Linked DNA regions of Mus musculus: region 2 is linked to region 1. Evidence: chromatin contacts called from public Hi-C data. All regions are on one chromosome and are shown on one strand. The core of a region is the stretch at or near the end of the contact, and the rest is flanking DNA. Distances in the headings are between cores, read along the strand shown. Region 1 overlaps Cntnap2 (contactin associated protein-like 2). Region 2 overlaps Cntnap2 (contactin associated protein-like 2).

The links. Hi-C and Micro-C count contacts between places; a contact is called where the count stands out from the background.
Region 2: a Hi-C map of the G1E-ER4 cell line shows a contact between it and region 1, with 3 times the contacts expected there. The contact joins two enhancer-like sites. A contact is called at or near these places in 26 of 484 Hi-C or Micro-C datasets (the AML12 cell line, the G1E-ER4 cell line, the N1E-115 cell line and 10 more), 4 of 115 datasets of contacts at active chromatin or transcription factors (all in embryonic stem cells) and 1 of 9 other capture datasets (embryonic stem cells).

Annotation. Positions count from the first base shown.
Region 1 is chr6:47,187,913-47,193,770 of GRCm38.p6, forward strand. Cntnap2 (contactin associated protein-like 2) reads left to right here. Exons shown (of 24, transcript NM_001004357.2): 21 at 5,074-5,167. It overlaps Gm35280 (a long non-coding RNA gene), which reads right to left. Exons shown (of 8, transcript XR_001785456.2): 8 at 3,472-4,732. Among named protein-coding and RNA genes, the nearest start is that of Gm35565, 37 kb to the right of the region's middle. Within about 2 kb of position 2,604, at least 14 of the 459 cell types and tissues checked have an H3K27ac peak or open chromatin away from gene starts, as enhancers often do. A contact at or near this core is called in the G1E-ER4 cell line, where this site is marked.
Region 2 is chr6:47,268,166-47,274,756 of GRCm38.p6, forward strand. Cntnap2 (contactin associated protein-like 2) reads left to right here. Exons shown (of 24, transcript NM_001004357.2): 22 at 2,975-3,214. Among named protein-coding and RNA genes, the nearest start is that of Gm35280, 14 kb to the left of the region's middle. Within about 2 kb of position 3,781, at least 12 of the 459 cell types and tissues checked have an H3K27ac peak or open chromatin away from gene starts, as enhancers often do. A contact at or near this core is called in the G1E-ER4 cell line, where this site is marked.

The DNA of each region.
Region 1 (5,858 bases), core at 1,354-3,853:
CAGGCTCTCTACCAGACTAGGTTTATCACACTTTGCCAAATAAAGGCACAGCAGTCTGAGTTCAAATGAAAGACAGAATCCACAAGGCCAGCTAAACACAGGGTGTGAACATGGGAAGGAACTCTGGTAAAGGGAGAGTATAAGATTTAGACACCCCGAAGCTGAGAACGCATATCCCAGGGAGAACCGATGTGGAGAGTTTCCAAATGCTGAACGCTAGGGATAAAACTTTCTTCCTTAGGATTGCCACCTGGACCTAGAAAGTAAGTTGTCCCGGGGCAGAGTAGCTACTAGACAAGATTGCTTGGGGAAGGGAACACTTGCTCAGATTTGGAGTTGCACGGGGTCTTTTACGAACTTGAATTCAATTTCTTACTACATTGTACAATGCAGATTTATAGATTTAAAGCCACAGTCTTGTAGTCTGTACAGAGTCTGGCATCTGTGTGACTGGCTAAAGCAAAGGGCTCAAAGGCGCCACCTTCTGGAAGGATGCTCCCCTGCATCCCTACATCTACTCTATCTTCTGAATGACACAGTAGCCTCTTCTTGTGTCTGATACGAAAGCTAGTTCCCGTTTCTTGTTCAGCTTCCAAAAGCTGCCTCATTCCTCAACCCTTCCGAACCACATTATTCCTGGTGCTTTCTTTAATGTCTAGCACGGTCTCTGCCATCCATCCATAGCCATGAGGAAACCTGGTGTGACACTGTCCCACTGAGAAGTTCTTCATGCTTGGATAGGGACACCACCGTCTTGCGGCAAACCATCAGCAAGAGGTACTGTGAAGATGCACGTAAGAGCCGCCACTTCCCTTCTGAGCTGCCACAGCAACACCTCTTCACCAGCTCTGTGCCAGCCCTTCTACCGCCAGCTTCCTTCCCAGTCATGGAGCAGGGAGGAGGGTGAGAGGGCAGTGAGGGGAGAAAGCAGGAGTATGAAGTAGAGGGATTCTCACCCCTGGTGGGGAGAAGTGGGAAGAGTTCTCTTCTCTCCCAGCATGCCTTCCGCTGGTCTTCATTGAAGAATTCCCTCCTACCTTCCTCCATGACTGTGAAATGTCACATTTGCCACATTTTGCCTGCTGTAAACCACTCCCTAACAGAGTAGATAATGTGGACTGGAATGATCTGGTATTGCCCTGGGATGGCTGTCCCTTTTGTTGTAGCTATTGCTGTTTGCTTTTCTTTTAAGACGCTCACACTGTAATCCAGGCTGGTCTTGAACTCACCATGTATCCTAAGCTGATCTCAAACTCACAGCAATCCTCTGCTTCAGATTCTAGGACTCCAGGTATAAGCCACCATGCCTGGCTATTTTTTTTTAATTATTGCTTTATTAATGAATTAAAACTAGATATAGTTGTAGTATACTTTAGTTATGTAGTTCTCAACCTTCCTAATTTTGCAACACTTTAATGCAGCTCCTTATCTTGTGGTGACCCCTGACCACTAAGTTTTCTTGTTGCTACTTCCTAACTGTAATCCTACTACTGTTATGAATCATAAGGTACATATCTGGTATACAGAATATCTGATAAGCCACTCCAAAGAGGTCATGACCCAGAGGCTGAGAACCACTGCCTAGCTAGGTCACCATTAGTTGATTAAATCAACTTTTGAGGAAACCATTATTGTTTCAAAGCAGAGGGAATAAAATTTCATTTTTAAAAAAATGTGAATCTTAGCACCTTTATCCAAGCTACTGGCTTCATAGATATTGATGATAAATGCAGGGTTTTGTTTAGCCTTGAGCTCAGTACAAGTACTATAAAATGACTCTCATGAAAGCCAAGTCCATCTAGGCTGAACCCTTAGAAACAGCTGAGAAGAAGAGGGGGTTCCATGGTGTGCATTCAGAAGGTATCTTAGTACTAACTTCACTTCCACGACCATGACTTTGAGAGGATCACTGCCAAACGTCAACATGATTGTTCTGAGCACCTATCAGGTTCTGGGAATGGTATAGACCCTTTGTGCACATATTTTGTTCTCTTTCTCTGTGTGGAGGCCAAACACCAAAAATTGACATAGGTTCCTCCATCACTCGCCATCCTTTTTTTTTTTTTTTTTAAGGCAGGGTCTCTATTGAAGGAAGTATCTAAAAAATAGAGCCGGCTCGCTCCCGCGGTTGTGCCTGGCTGGCCATGCACTGGCGGTAAAAGGCCGACCTATTTCATCTCGTGGAGTCTCTCTGGCCTGGAGCTCCTGAAACGTCTCCATTCAGCTTGCTAGGTTCCCACTGTCAGGTCGCTATCATGCCAACCTCATGCTTCAAACCCCTCCACAGCCTTTGTGGTGCACATCTGGCAAACCCATGCTTTGCCGCTGTACCTCTCTCTCTTGAATCCAGCTGAGCCGCTGCCTAAAGGAAAACACAACACAAACTTAGCTCAGAAACTATGGTAACTCAATCTCTGGGTGCAACCACTAAAACCTAATCTTGTAAGCCTTATTAAAAACTGATTCTGCCATGACACAGGGAAACTCTAGCAGCTACATCTTACCCCTCCGCTGTCCGGTTCCAAAAGGGCCCTAACTCGCTCCTGCTTCCTCTCTGCCTCTCTCCAACCCAGAAGTCCCACCTACTCGCCCAGTGATTGGCTTTATTCGTTAGGTGATTGGCTCACAAGACCAGCAGCAGGCCCGTCCACACTAGGTCTCTTCCTGAACCTGGAGCTGCCTGGTTGACTAGACTGGCTGGTCAGAGACCTTCAGGGATCGGATCTTCCTATCTCTGTCACTGGTGCTAGGGTTACAGACAGGCATTAAACGCCTGGCTTTTACATGCCACTGAAAACCCTCATGCTTGTGTGGTAAATGTCTTATTGAACCATCTCCCCAGACCCTAAACACTAAAATTTGATATTTTTAAAGGCTGGACTTACTTGCTCTATAGAGCATGCATATAAACATTGGTATGTTGTGTTATATATCCAAAAACTGAATGATAATTATCCAGAAACTGACAAGTGATTCAATTATAAATTTATTATAGACAGAGAAAAAGTTTTACAATACACTGTGAAGTTAAAGGAAGGCAGGGCAGGACTGGAGAGATGGCTCAGTGACCAAGAGCACTGGCTGGTTTTTCAGAGGACCCAGGTTCAATTCCCAGGACCCACATGACAGCTCACAATCCTCTGACTTCATCCCTAGTGTATCTGATGCCCTCTTCCCACCTCTGTGGGCACTAAATGCACATGGCACACAGACATGCATGCAGGCAAAACACCCATACACATAAAATAAAATACTATTAGTTGGTTTCTACTCATTTCTGAATAAATGAAAAAATATAATTATCATTATCACCATATGCTATTTTTATAGAATGTTTACATTATTATTTTCCTGTGATGGATATGTATTGTTTTATCCATTTTTAAAGCATTAGAAAAATATGTTATAAGAAAAATTGAGTGAAATCCACTCTGTGTATATTAAATTAAGAGAATTTTTAATTTTTTTTTTAATCCTGGCTTTAAAAAAATGAAGCAGTTAATGGGTTTAACAAGGAAGTGTTGCAGTTACCCATGTATGCCATCAGAGGGCGCCAAAACTGCCCGCTGAAACTTAGCTGCAGAAATTAAGTAGCTCGATCCCAAGGCATTTCTAGCTTAAAACGGGCAAAAGTTTCTCTGAATAGAGTGTTTGTTAGTGATATATTTTAGTACACTTTTTCAATGTACAAAAAAAATTAACAGTGCCATTTCCCTAAAGGTCAGATTCTCAAAATTTCCGGAAATATGTAGACTCTTTAACACTTATCCCTGACTGTTCCATAATCTAAGTTACAGGGAAGGTTCCAGACAAACAGTAATAAGGAATGTCCGTGGTGCCCAATTGTGAATGGAGCGTACCAGTTTCCAGTGCAGTGCACTCTTCAGACAAGTCCGAGGTTCCCATGCGCTCGGGGAGGCTGAACCTGACATATGACCCCCCTGTCCCACGACCCTGAGCTGGAATGGAAGGTTCTTCCAAAAAAAGAGTGTGTCAGGCTCAGTATCCCTCATTACTAGGAGTCGTCTCTGGGGTCATACTTGGTAGATTCCAGGGAGTTTCTCTGCACTTATTTTACACATTCACACGCACGCACGCACGCACGCACGCACGCACACACAATTCCAGAATCTCTTTCCGTATTTTCTCTCCATCCCTCCTACTGGGTTGCCTGTCCAGCCTTGATAAGAGGGTTTGTGTCTAACCTTATCGTAACTTGTTGTGCCGTGTTCCATTGATATCTCTGAAAGGCCTGCTGTTTTCTGAAGGGAAGCAGGATGTAATGTATCAGAGAAGAGTTAGAGAGAGAGAGAGAGAGAGAGAGAGAGAGTCACAGAACCCTAGAAAGTTCTAAGAGCTTACAGCTGAGGAAGCACAAGGAGACCATAATTGTCTTTAAAAGATAGGACAGAAGAAGATGTCATGTGGGCACACAGGGATTCATCATGGTCTATGAAGCTGTGACACCACTGTTTGCACGTGTACCTGGGAAATGTGGCCAGAAACATGCATTGTTCCAAGTCACTTTTGAGGACTTTCCTCTCTTCCACTTGGGAAGAACAAATTCTGCCAGAGGACATGTGCCATTAACCACTGCGATCCCCACTCCGACTCTCAGCCTCTAGAGATGCTAATTATAGCAGAAAAATTCATTTCCTTGTGAAACGCAAGTCGGCCATATTGAGCTGCAGCATGCGGTGGGGGTGGAGAGCATCCGAGGGTCAGCATTCCTCTGTAAGCAGACAGCATCCGTTCAGTGAGAGAATCCCTTTAAAACCATAATTACATAGACAGCACTGTCTAGCTCAGAGGACAGCACTGGAGATCCAATCAGGCAGGTTTTACTCTATGGAAATGAGTGTGGACCCTAATCCAGCCAGCAAATCACTCAGCTCGGGAAGGGTCTGCACTCATCAAACTGTTTTCAAAGGCAGAGACGGCCTTCCTTTTCCTCAGGGTGGACTTTAAATCCTGTGCTGTTGATGTAGTTTCCAGAAACCAGGGTTCAAAGAGGGACCTCATCACTCCTGGGATGGTGACATGCTAATACTGTGTCTCGTGCTCTTCCTACAGCTCGACCATTATCCTGCTGTGGGTTACCATCTACCCAGCTCCTCTGATACGCTCTTCAATTCTCCCAAGTCGCTCTTCCTTGGAAAAGTTATAGGTAAGCCTTTGGTTCTTCAGGTGTGAGTGCAAGAGCTATGAATGCCCCTGACACAAGTCACACCAGGTAGTGTGAATTTGCATTCTTAAACTATAGCTCTCTCTCAGTAAGGTCAACCCTGAGCATCTTTGTACAAGGAAACCTATGTGGTTGTTGACGGTGTCTCACAGGAGTATTATAAGATCCTCTTTGGGGTATTGCTCATGCGATACATTGAGGCTGCTAATCACAGCTTTGATGGGAATTTTGACTAGGACAGAGGGTATCTCAGGCAGTGCCTGAAATGGAACTAGCATTACATGGTATATAGTATAAAGAAAAGCCAGTGAAATGTAAAATGTAAAATTTGTTCTTTGGTTTATGAAAGGCCTCTGCCTATGCCTATGCCTGTGAGTCACTCCCAAGAAACTCATCCAATGTCATTTGCAGATTAGAAGGTCATCAGGTAGAGGGCTGAATTTATAACTACCCTTGTCTTTCCCTCTCATGTAAGAAATAGTCACCCAGAATAAAAGGCGGGTGCCCATGAATATTTTTAGTGTTTCACATGAAGCCAACATGTCCTGAGTAGACGTCAGTGTCAGCAGGAAGCACAGCTCACATCTTAAAGGGATAAGAGATCACTTGTCTTGAGAGCCATAGGAGTGACCATAGTCAGAGACCATGGTTCAGATTGCCCCAAATAACATGT
Region 2 (6,591 bases), core at 2,531-5,030, 81 kb after region 1:
TGGTTTCCATAAGCTCATGTGTTTGAACACACAGTCCCCAGATGGGAGAGGTTTTGAAACTGGGCATAGCAGAAGGAAGACCTTGATGTTTCTTAGCCAAGCCCCAGTTTATCTCTGACATCTGTTTACTAACCAGGGACAGAATGTAACTAATGCTCTCATTTCTGCCACTGTGTTCCCTCCCCCCCCCATAACAGAATGTAACCCCTCAAACTATGAGCCAAAATAATCCCTTCCTCTCTTAAGTTACTTCTTGCCAAGTTGCTTGCTGATCACAGCAACAGGAAAAGTAACTAATTATTCCTAATACAAGTAATACAATGTAAGTCAGCTTTCTATAACAATACAAGTTCCTGGGGTAAATTAATTTATAAGGAAGAAAGGTTTTTGCCTCATAGTGGCAAAGGTTTCAGCATATTGTCACTTGATCCTGTCATTTTGGATCTGAAGTAGCACAGCAAATTATGATGAGTCACATGATAGAGGAAGTCTTTTCATCTGTGGTGACCAAGAAGGAAGGTGAGGCGAATGACAGCACCCAATATCTCTTCAAGGGCACTCCCCATGCCCCTCCAATGACCTAACTTTCTCCCAAAGATCCCTTCTCCTCACAATAGTGCTACAGGCTAGGGACAAAGCTTTTTAATACTCAGGCCTTTAGAGTACATTCTAGATACATACTAGCAGAGCTCCAAGAAGATTTGGTAAGAAATTGTGTTAGAATAGCTCAGCATAGAACCCCATCCATGGTCTAACCTTGGAACATAATAGTACTACAGCTCTACTTTGTTTAAGAACGAAGGAGGCATCTCTTGGTCCAGACAGGCTTGACCTAGGGACTAGGTTGTTTGGACCATCAGTAATCACCAATGCCAATCCGAGATGGTGTCTCTCCAGTTGTTCATCGCATGTCAGTGAGGAATAAAGATGTGGTCAAAGAAGTTATCAAACAAAGCAAAGCAGAGTTATTAAGGGTGGAGCTATCGGCTCCTAAAGGGCCAAGAGTATCGACTCAGAGAACTATTCCTTGCTAAGAGGAGTCTTGAGAAAAGAGCAGTGTCAACCAGACTTAAAACTTCTGAATTTTAAAATCTTTTTATCACCTTTCAGGGAAGACAGCAATTAAACTTTGGAAATTTCTCTAATTTCCAAGAAAAGAAAACAGTTGAAGAAATGAATGGGAGTCCCAGAGAAAGGAAAAACTGCAAGGAGAGCATCTCCCATGGCCTGCTTGGCCTCAGATCTTCTGCCCATCTAGCTGACACATCCTCCAGTGTTCCATTTAACTTTCTTAAAGACACAGCCCCAGGGCAGGGACACCACACCTTAGCGGGTGGAGGAGCCCAGAAGTAAGCTTCTGACATTGTTAAATGAAGGAAGAGCCTCTGATAGGGAGGTTTAAAACCGTTCCCATTGGGCTGTGTGGTAGGGAAGCCCACCTCCCTATGTTTAAAAAACTATGTCAATGATCATGCGAAAGGGAATTGAAACTCAGGAGTTCCCCATCCACTAAGTCAGGTGTGATGGCTCACTACTTTAACCTCACTATTTGTGAGGCAGAAGCAGCAAAGTCTGGTAACTTAGTTTTAGACCTGTAAGTTTCAGACCAGCCTGAACTAAAATTTAAAAGCAAAAAGTTCCCCATTCCCTACTCAGATCTCTACAGAAGAAACAAATCCAGTTCTCTGTAGGTAATATCAGCTCTGGCATGGCTTAAGGGAAAACAGAGAGCCAACAGGGAGGACACTCCACAGCATGACCTGACATCAGCTGTATGGCAAAAAGAAGAATCTGCAGCCAGCAGGCTTTCAGGGGACTGGGGATAAAGGTGGTCATGCCTGTACCTGTCCAGAGCAGTTGTTATACTGCCTCTGGGGTTATCTTTTTAATGCATTCCCCACAAAAACCCTCTGAAATATTCAAACGTGGGCTTCAAGGCCCCACCCAATCTAGCCTGGAGCTCTCACCCCAGCAGATTCCCAAGTTTCCCTGAACACAACACAGCCTGGAGTTCTTTTCCTTTCAACCCCAGCTGCTCCTGCTGCTGCAGTCCCCAGCTGAACTGGCTTCTCTGGTTCACCAAGCACTTTGATGCTGTCACCAAATACAGTGTTTTGTTTATCGGATCAAAAATCTCCTGTTTAAGATGTGGGGTCAGAAAGTCCTAAGCATTTAGGGATTCCATCAGCATTAGTTCTATTGGGTTCTAAAAATCAGAGAAAGCCAGAAAGACACTCTGTGTCTTGACTGATAAAACAGTGCCCAGTTTCCACAAATGGGTGCATTAGAATTGTCGAAAACCAGGCTCACCCCTGAGCTGAAAGGTTATGGGAAGATGCTGACCATACAAACTGGGGTAAGGTGATGATTCATAAATGTCCCTGAATATTATGACTAAACTGATATCCTGGCTTTCAAACCTTCAGATACTAACAGAGATTCAATAAACCTTGGGATTCCAAGCATATTGCTCATCAAAAAAAGGAAATGCAAAACTCTCAGCTATGGAGATCTCTCTTCTTCCATTTCTTTTCTTTTAAAATAAAGACTCCTTAAGGAGAAAATAAGTATAGACGAGAATAGGAGTTTGGTAAGCAGGGTTCTTTATGTAATATGTCTTAAATAGTCAGAGATCAGGAAAAACAAGAAGAAAAACAACTCAGATCCGGCGTGTGCTGTTATCTTCCATGGTAACTCTTGTGGCTGCAAGAGAATTGTGAGTGGGTTCTGTTGCTGTTGTTTTGTTTTCTCCAATGCAGTCTTATATTCACCCTCCCATGTTCTTTAGCAAACGATGTTCCATTAAAATCTGCAGCCTTGAGGCACAGGGTAATATTTCATCTCCAAAAGCTCGACAACCAACACTGAACCCTAACAAAGAGCTTAGGACACAAGCGCTCCCGGATGGGTCTGTCTTCCAACAGAACACAGAGAATGGGCTTGGATTCTTATTTTCTCTTTCCTTTCTTTCTAGAAACGGGAAAAATCGACCAAGAAATTCACAAATACAACACCCCAGGCTTCACAGGCTGCCTGTCCAGAGTCCAGTTCAACCACATCGCCCCTCTCAAGGCAGCCTTGAGACAGACAAACGCCTCAGCCCACGTGCACATTCAGGGTGAGCTGGTGGAATCTAACTGCGGGGCCTCCCCACTGACGCTTTCCCCCATGTCTTCAGCCACTGACCCTTGGCACCTAGATCACTTGGATTCAGGTAAATTCTGGAGCTATCTCCTTCCTTTTAATATCACTTTCCTCCGCTATAGAATGGGTTGACTACAGAAGCTTGCTGTTGTTCCACTGTTGGTAGAAGAGTGTGAGACTGCAAGAAGGAAGCGATGGACAGTGAGTTCTCAGCGTAACGCTTGGCACCTATGAAGGGCAGAAAAGTTATTTCTACTCAAAACCAAAAACAAAGAAGTCAGGGGTTAAAGGTTCAGGGATGAGGACTCTTCATTTAAGTTAAAAGACACTTCCGTCTGCAGTGTGCTATAGATGACTTGGCCAAACCGCTTCCTTATTTCTGCCTACTTTCCCTCCAAAATAGTAGAGTCACCTCCCATCAGGACCACAGATTTCTAAGTCTGAAAAACCTACATTTAAGCTCAAAAAGCCTAGCCTATGGACATACCATCTGGAATGGCTCCAATCTCATCTAAACAGACAGTCCTGTGGATATGGCCACATTTCTGGAGGTGATAAGACATACGATCTGAAAGCACTGAGCTCAAATGAAAGTAGTCATGGTAGCTAAATGAATTAACCACAAACCTCAATGTCTAATGGAAGCCTGTTAAACTTCAATTCTGCTCTCAGCTCTAACTGGGCTGACTGTGGGCAGCTCAGATAATCTACCTCAACTATTACTACCTTTCCACCTGTGAGGTGAAGACATGTTATGTGACTTTCTCAGTGACCTGCAAATCCAGGACTCAGTGGGTTTCCAAGCAACTCCAACCAACTGGGGATGTCAGTGACCCTTAAGGCAGTAAGAGTTCACAAGTCACGATAGCATGGAAGTGAAGCCCCAATTCCAACACCTTCATTGCTTCTTACCAGCAGATTAAGCTCAGGCAGCTACCATATCCTCACTCCTCAGTTACTAAAAGAGGGACACTAAGACCTAATTCACAGAATCCCACATGAGATGATGCACTTAAAAAACGTAGCATGGGAGCTGGAGAACGCTCAGTGGTTTACAGCACTTGCTGCTCTTACAGAGAAGTGGTAGTCAGTTCCCAGCACCCAGTGGTGCCTCCTAACCATCCAGTTCCAGAGGATCTGAAACCCTCTTCTGGCCTCTGAGACAAGGCATGCATGTGGTACACATATGTACCTACAACAAACGCTCATACACATAAAATTTTTTTAAAATATATTTAAAAAATCATAACTTGGCACAATCAGATTCCTTTCAAGTGTATAGCTATTTAGCTGTAATACTATTAATAACCATGGTTACTGTGTTAGACAGTTTGCTATAGCTTGAGATAGCCACAGAAAGCTTCTGAATTCTCTACCACCACCACCCCCCCACACACACACACACAGACTCCAGTTTGTAACAGCTCACCATAAGGCAGTACATCCTTGATTGCTTTAATCATGTTGTAGTCCTGGGCCAGTATTTGGCTTCAGGGCCATCATCACCATGGTGAGTCTTACTAGGACTGTCCTTGGAAGATTTGTGGGGTTTAGGAAGAGTCCAGAGTTGTTCTATCATCAGAATAGCCGATTGACAGACTACGCAACCATCTTTGTTCCTCACTTATGGATTCCTGTAACATGCCGAGAGCACCATGTGCTAAAAGGCACTCACAGCAATTCCCTTTCATGAGTGTCGTGAAGGGCACCCAGCAGGCTGGGCTTTCCTCTTGGACTGGCTTGAACAAAGAAAGCATCCCTGCTGCCAAACAATGAAAAGGAAGAGGGAACGTGTGAGAGGAGAATGACACGTATCAAGGCCACAGAGGGGGAGAGAGTCCTTAGATGAATTCCTGCATACATGAGGGTGAACAACTGGTGAGCTGCCTTTAAATATTCAGGTTCTGGGGAATGCCGAAGGTATATAGTGTAAGAAGAGGCCACAGGAGACTGTGAGCATGTGTGCTCTCAGTCTGCTGCCAAGAAACTGGACTCAAAAATATCTAAACACTTCCTTGAGCCAAAATAAGCTCTATTCATTATGGCTTAATTAGCCAATTGTTTGCTTTTAAGGTCTGTGAAATGTGCTTGCAAAAACCAAACCATTTTAGTTCATGGATTTAAAAAAAAAAAAAAGCTTTATTCATGACAGCTTCCTTCTTCTGGTTGATTCATGCAAATGAATACAGTTTAGAAAACATTTCTGTTAGTATTCAACACGCAAATTAAAATTCTGCATTCCAAGTAGACACAAACCTGTAATTGTAGCACTTAGGCAAGAGGAGTCCAAGTTCAGGGTCAGCCTGGGTTATATAGCAGGACCCTGTCAGAAGGAAAGAAGCAAGGAAGAGGGGAGGGGAGGGGAGGGGAGGGGAGGGGAGGGGAGGGGAGGGGAGGGGAGGGGAGGGGAGGGGAGGGAAGCAATCGAGCCAGCCATTTGGGATTTAGAGCCAATCATGAAACATTTCTGTAATTGGGGAAATACCCTTTGATGTTTAACTGTCAGTCCTGTGAACTATGAAAAGGAAAAGTAGAATACAACCTTCACAAGGCGTATTTAGGTAACATGACTCCATCTTGATTCTTTTAGGTGAGTGAGAGCTTGAGAGGGCACAGGGTGAAAGGGAACAAGGGACACAGAGAAGTCAGGCTGGAAGGTTCCTCCATAGCAGCCTCCACTGAGACAATATCAAGAGGAAAAGCATCCCCTCTGCCCTTAAAGTCAATGCTCAGGGGCCTGAGAGTTAAGATGACAAAAGATAGAGTAACAAGAAAAAGGAAAAAAAAGTTTGTTTGTATATAGGAGCTTTCAAAAGATTTAACTTTACAGATGGTCAAAACCAAAAGCTTCTAGACCAGGTACAAAGGGAGATAAAATAACAAGGTACAATGGCCTATGTGATAGGATTTCTAGAATAGACATAAGAAAACTGTTTATAGTAATGTTTGTCATGAAGGCATGAGGGGGTCTCTCTCTCTCTCTCTCTCTCTCTCTCTCTCTCTCTCTCTCTCATGACCATAATACTCTCTTGGAAAAAGAAACTGGGGAGAGAGTTCTGATAGGTTACTAACCATCTTCCTAGGAAAAGAAAGATATCCCAAAGAGGGAAGTAAGTATAGCTGCCTTGTCTTCCAGAATTCTCTATCTTTTCTCAGAAAGAAAAGTCCTAATTAGATTTTTCTGAATCTACTGTACTCTAAATGTCTTCCATTTAAAAATAATTTGTGAAGCTTGAATGATGGCTCATTCAATAAAATGTTTGCTGTGAGCCGGGCGTGGTGGCGCACGCCTTTAATCCCAGCACTTGGGAGGCAGAGGCAGGCGGATTTCTGAGTTCGAGGCCAGCCTGGTCTACAAAGTGAGCTCCAGGACAGCCAGAGCTATACAGAGAGACCCTGTCTCAAAAAAACAAAAAAAAAAAAAAGTTTGCTGTGCAAGCACTTAAC